2 separate regions of the Macaca mulatta genome follow, and region 1 is linked to region 2. The links are chromatin contacts, called in public Hi-C maps. All regions are on one chromosome and are shown on one strand. Each heading gives the region's core, a stretch centred on a gene start, on an enhancer-like site or on the middle of the called end of the contact. The rest is flanking DNA. Distances are from core to core; before and after follow the strand shown. Region 1 overlaps LARGE1 (LARGE xylosyl- and glucuronyltransferase 1). Region 2 holds the start of LARGE1 (LARGE xylosyl- and glucuronyltransferase 1).

Region 1 (2,700 bases), core at 16-2,515, 250 kb after region 2:
CCATAGAGCAGTGAAATATGAGTGCAGGAAGGAGTGTTTCTATAAGAAATAAGAAGTTGTGTGTTTTGGAACAGTAGCCTAAAGGCAAATTGCCTTAAAAAGAGCTGTCAAATAAAATGTTGGCAAGACAACTAAAAAATGGGGGAAAAGATCAAAATAGGAAAGGAATTCTGTACTCTGATTAGTTTACAGATATCTTTTAAGTTTACCCCACACTGTAAAAACAAACAAACAAACAAAAAAAAACCAAGATAAAAGTGTGTGGCAATGTCTTCGAGATTTATGCAAGGAAGGCAGTGTAGGATTTCAGACAGCGGGCCTGTCCTTACAGAAAAGGCCTTTGCCCCCTATCCAAAAATTGTCCAATGAATGCACGTTTGTATGTGATAAGCTAAAGTGTTCCTAGTTTATACATGCCTTGATGGTACTGTATAAGAGTATGCCTATTTTTACCCCCATTTAACAGGTGACAGTGAGGACCAGGGGATCATGATCTTAACCAGTGACGAAGAGACCCCGAGTTAATCATTTATATTATTTGTTAATCCTGTTGTCTGCTTCTGTCTTTCGAATGGTTTAAGTATAATTTTAGGCACCTTTTCTTGGGCCCAGTGGCTTTCTCATTACAATCAGGCTGTAGTGCCTACAACTGACACTGGTGTTTAGAAGTCTGTGATTTTTCAGGCCGGGCTAAGGCCGATGTCCCTGGCTTTTCTCCTGGGAGTGATGGCTTTTCTGTTAAGGCGTCCTTTCCTGTAGGAGGAGGAGCTCAGTGACTTTCCTCACAAACTGAGATAAACGTCACGATAGAGATAAGCCATCAGATACTTCGAATTTGATGCTGTTTGCATTTCCTTCTGGCTTGTTCTTTGGGGCTGACGCTTCTTAGTCCACAGGTGCAAAGATGGAAAAAAGTGTCAGGAATATGTGAGAAGGATGGAAGCCTTCTTTCTGGAGAAACTCATATAACACTCCCATCAGCCAGCAAAACAACCCAGGTGTGTGTAGATGCGAGGGTGTGTGCACGTGGGTGCGTGCACCGGGCTGAGTAATTATAACCCTTACAGAGGCTTATTGTGGTGGAATGCAGCCTTCTGGGATCTGGAGAGCGAGAGGTCTCTTATGTGAGCTCTGGATTTTGACAAATGGCATATTTTGGGATGTGGGGTTTATTTCTGCTGAATATCTGGCTTGATTAGCGTGGAGAAGCACATGCAAAGCAGGCTGGAGCCCCACCCACCCAAGCCTCCCCAGTGCTGTACAATCAGGAAGTGCATTCTCACTCCCATTGTGGCTTTGGAGGGAAGTGTGCTTTACATATGCAAATGCAAGCCCCAAGTTTCACTTAATAATTATCAGCTGGAGATTCTATTGATGAGCAGCTGAAGCTACTCATCAGGAGAGAAACTGTGAATTAACCATTTCTAGACCATCCTAGAGACTGCTGCCTCAGACCAGCCTCTGAATCCACTGGTGATTGCAGAAAAAGATTTCTGATTCCCCCTGTGTGTCACTTCTCCTGTCTGACCTGAGCCTGGCAGCTGAGACCTCCTGACCCCTTTTATTATCATGTATGCATCTCTTCCCTGCTCCTACCTCCTTTCTGTTTTGTAGGCTACAGAAGGCAGAATAGATCCATCTCTATTGGCAGTAGCAGGCTTGCTTACAGCTCTAGAAGTAATGGCCTCATGCACTCTCTGCAGTCGCTCTCCTGCTTAGGCAGCTGCCAGTGTCCTTTTGAAAGGACACAGGACAACTCAGGCAGGGTAGCCAGGGTGTTCAGATTAAGATGTCAGGAAATCGCCTTCTTTCTGATTCTTCTTTCCTTTCTTTCTGCATCCATGCTTGCCCTCTGAGTGTAATAATAGTATACTTGGGCTGCTTTATCAGCCTCGCTTGTTTTTGCTGGGCCTTGGTAGAGTTCAGCAGACTGTTAAAAATGGTATGATTTGATGTTCCCCTTCCTGTGTCCGAGTGACTTAAAGCATAATAATAATAAAAAAATTTAAAAAATTTTTTTAAATGGTATGATTTGGATTCTCTTGGTTATTCATCTTTCTGCACTGAGTTCCTTACTTTCCTGAATCTTGTTGAAATGAGGCTGCTGCTTGTCTTTTGTACAAGTGGTATCTCGCAAGAGGGTATCCTCAGCTTGTTGCATAGAAGGACAACCTTTATTTCCTGGAAAGAGATATTAGATGCAGAAAGTAAAATGAAAATCAAAGTTTTTTTGGAGTCAATTTGATCTTTTTTTAAATAACTTCTTTTTGCAGTAAATCTTGCAAGTTACTTAAGCCCAGTGAGGCTCTATGTCTGCTTTTTTCTTTCTTTTTCTTAAGATGGAGTCTCGCTCTGTCGCCCAGGCTGGAGTGCAGTGGCGCGATCTCTGCTCATTGCAAGCTCCGCCTCCCGGGTTCACACCATTCTCCTGCCTCAGCCTCCTGAGTAGCTGGGACTACAAGTGCCCGCCACCACGCTCAGCTAATGTTTTTAAAGTAGAGATGAGGTAATTATCTGTGTTAGCCAGGATGGTCTCTATCTCCTGACCTCGTGATCCACCTGCCTCGGCCTCCCAAAGTGCAAGATTTACAAGCGTGAGCCACCGCGCCTGGCCCTGTTTTTGCTTCTTTAAAACAGGGACAATAAACCTGTTTCCAAGAACTGAAATAACTACATAAGATAATGTGTGACATTCATCCA
Region 2 (2,700 bases), core at 187-2,686:
TCCTAGAACTGGGAGGCTGGAAGTCCATTCGAGGGATGTTGCGCGCCGGGTTCTTATGCCAAGAGGGAAAGAGCGAGAATAAAACCAGCAGGGGAGGGGCGTGTTGTGCGTGCACGGGGTGTGTGTTTGGGGTGGGGGAAACAGAATGTAGTTTCCTCAGAGGAACAGGAAGCCTTGGACAGGATTCTTGGAAACTGAGCCCAGAAAGATGCCGTCAGAGCCCTTCAGCGGGGCTCCTCACAGACTCCAGCTGCCCCACACCATGCCCACCTCTGAGAGAAGCGGCGACCCGAGGCGGGGAAACTTCCCACTTCTCACGACGGCTGTTTTGTGCAATTTGGGGAGCACGCTGCATGGTCCTGCAAGCCTGCGAGCGTCTCTAACACGGCAGCTGCGAGTCCGTCCCGCTTCCCTTCCCCCTCTTTCCGCGAGGCACGCCAAACCCGAGGCGGCCGGGAGCGGCCGGGGTGGGGGGGAAGAAGGGCGGGGAGCTCTCAGCTTGCACCCTTTCATCCCGACCCGGCCCGGGATCCCGGCTCCGGGTGTTGCTTCCGCCTGCCTGCCAGCGAGCTGAAGAAGCACTGGGGCGGAGTCTCGCCGGGGGGCGGAGCCTTGCGGGGGCGAACTTTCGGTCCGCGCGGCTGCGGAGCTTGCCATTGGTCGGCCGCTCGGTCACGGGGTCGGAGGCGGGCGCCAAGGAGGGCGCCGGCCCCGCCCCCGCTCGGAACCCAGCCCCGGTTCGCGGTCCCCCCCGGCTGCACAGACATGACACAGACACACAGTCACTGCAGCTGCTGAGCGAGTCCGGAGCTCTGGGCACGCGGAGGCGGCGGGGCCAGCCCGAAGCCCGGACCCCAGCGCCCGCCCCTGTCGGCCCCAGCTCGGCAGCCCCCTCCTGACCGGGCGCGGGAGGCGGGGATCGCGCGCCGGCTCCGGCCAGCGGCGCCCGGCTGCCCGTGGCGGCTGCAGCGGCCGCCCAGCTCCGAGCGCCGGGCGCTCCGGGAAGCCGGCGCATCTCGGAGGCGGCGGCGGCCGAGGCCGGCGAGCGCTCCCGGCGGCGGGGGCCGCCTGCCTCGGCTCCCCGCACCCACCGCACCGCGATCCGCTCGCCGCGCCTCCGCTCCCGTGACCTTCCCGCGGCGCCTCCCCTAGCCCCGCGCCCCCGGCCCCGCGCCCCAGGCCGGGGCGAGGCCCTCTCCGGCGCCTCCTTCCCGCGGAGCCCCTGGCGGGCGGCGCAGGCCCTGGGGGAGAGCGCGCCGCGGCCGGCTGCAGCCCCCCCCCCGCGCCGCCGCGCTCGGCGCCTGGCCCGGCCGGTGTGTTCCTGCCCCGCCGCCGCTCTGGAGCCCGGGCGCCCGAAGCTGGGGGCGCGGCCGCGCTCGCCTCGCCGGGCCGTTCGCGGGCAGGCCCTGCCCTGAAGGGACGAATCGGCTGGGAGCGCGGGAGGTGGAGTCGGCCCCGGCGGCCGCTCCCTGGACCCAACCCGAGGCGGACCCAGGCCCCTGCCCATGCGGGGCGCCCCTGGCTCGGAAGAGTCCCCCGGGCCGGGAGCAGCTCCAGGCAGCGGCCCCGGAGGAAGAGGAAGAAGGGACAGTGCTCAGCTTGGGCGACCCGGACCCTCGCCGCGGCATTTGGAGCCGGGGGCAGTCCCGAACTCTGCGATTGGCACCGCCGCTCCGAGTAGGGCAGCGCCTGCCGGGACCCTGACCCGGACCCCGTGCGCCTCGTAGGCGGCGGCGCCGCCGCGCCACCCGGTTCTTCCGCGTCTCCCTCTGCCTGGCGGCAGTCACGGCTAAGGTAAGAGCCCCGGAGTGCGAGAGTCGCCGCGGGGGCGCCGTGGTGTGCAGCGCCGGACAAGTTCTCCGAACCTGTCGCTGGTACCCCCTGTACTCGGGATGCCGGCGGGGAGGCCGGGCACACCCTCTGCTGCCCTGGCCGGGAGCCCTGGAGAGGCTGGAGGTGGAAGCCCTCAGTCTCCGACGTCCCGAGGACCCCCTCAGGGCCTGCTCCGCTTCTGGGCACACAGGCTGCTGGCAGGGGAGCGAGCCGGGAGTTGTTTCTGGTTAACACCAGGAGTGCATGTGACCGATACTCGCACCCGGGGCCTCACTTGTTAGCGGTGAGCACCTGTAGTTTGCGGAGCCTGCCGTGTTTGGAGAGGCCCGTCTTGGGCGGTACACAACTACCTTTCCTGGTGTGATGCTGTGAATAACTTTTCTTGTTTCTTCTTGCAGACAGTCCGGGGCAATTTGGGGGCGAGCAGCTACAGCTTGCGAGTCCCTCTTTAGGACAGAGTGGTTGGTTGGCATTGCTATCTGTAGGGGGGAACCCAGCCAGCATGTCCTTCCTATTAGGCAAAGCTGCTTGTGAGGAGTGATCAGTGTACAGCTATCCAGACATTCTTGTAAATGTCACTACTTTTGAAGTTTTGGAGTGAGGACTCCAAAGTTTGTGTATCCTCAAGTTATTTAGTTCATTGCCTTATCCTCTTTTAAATGTTCCTCTTAAGGAACCTCAGTTGTACAAGCCTGTCCTTGCCTGTTTGAAATTTATTAAACCTATGAGCTTCCCCCAGAACAATCTGATTTTAAGTGGGTCACTTCGGAGGGAACAGATTGTCTCTTGTACACTGAATCCATCCCTTGGGTGACCCTGTTTAATGGGGATGGATTTTTTTTTTTTTTTTGTCCCTATGCTGATGTA

The links. A called contact is a pair of places that touch in the nucleus more often than the background predicts.
Region 1: a Hi-C map of fetal cortex germinal zone shows a contact between it and region 2, with 4 times the contacts expected there. The contact joins the enhancer-like site here to the promoter of LARGE1 in region 2. A contact is called at or near these places in 2 of 14 Hi-C or Micro-C datasets (fetal cortex germinal zone and fetal cortical plate).

The regions. Positions count from the first base shown.
Region 1 is chr10:17,866,141-17,868,840 of T2T-MMU8v2.0, forward strand. All of the region lies in intron 2 of LARGE1 (LARGE xylosyl- and glucuronyltransferase 1), which reads left to right. Among named protein-coding and RNA genes, the nearest start is that of LARGE1, 250 kb to the left of the region's middle. Within about 2 kb of position 1,266, at least 5 of the 40 cell types and tissues checked have an H3K27ac peak or open chromatin away from gene starts, as enhancers often do. A contact at or near this core is called in fetal cortex germinal zone, where this site is marked.
Region 2 is chr10:17,613,881-17,616,580 of T2T-MMU8v2.0, forward strand. It overlaps LARGE1 (LARGE xylosyl- and glucuronyltransferase 1), which reads left to right and starts at 1,437. Exons shown (of 15, transcript NM_001260905.1): 1 at 1,437-1,794.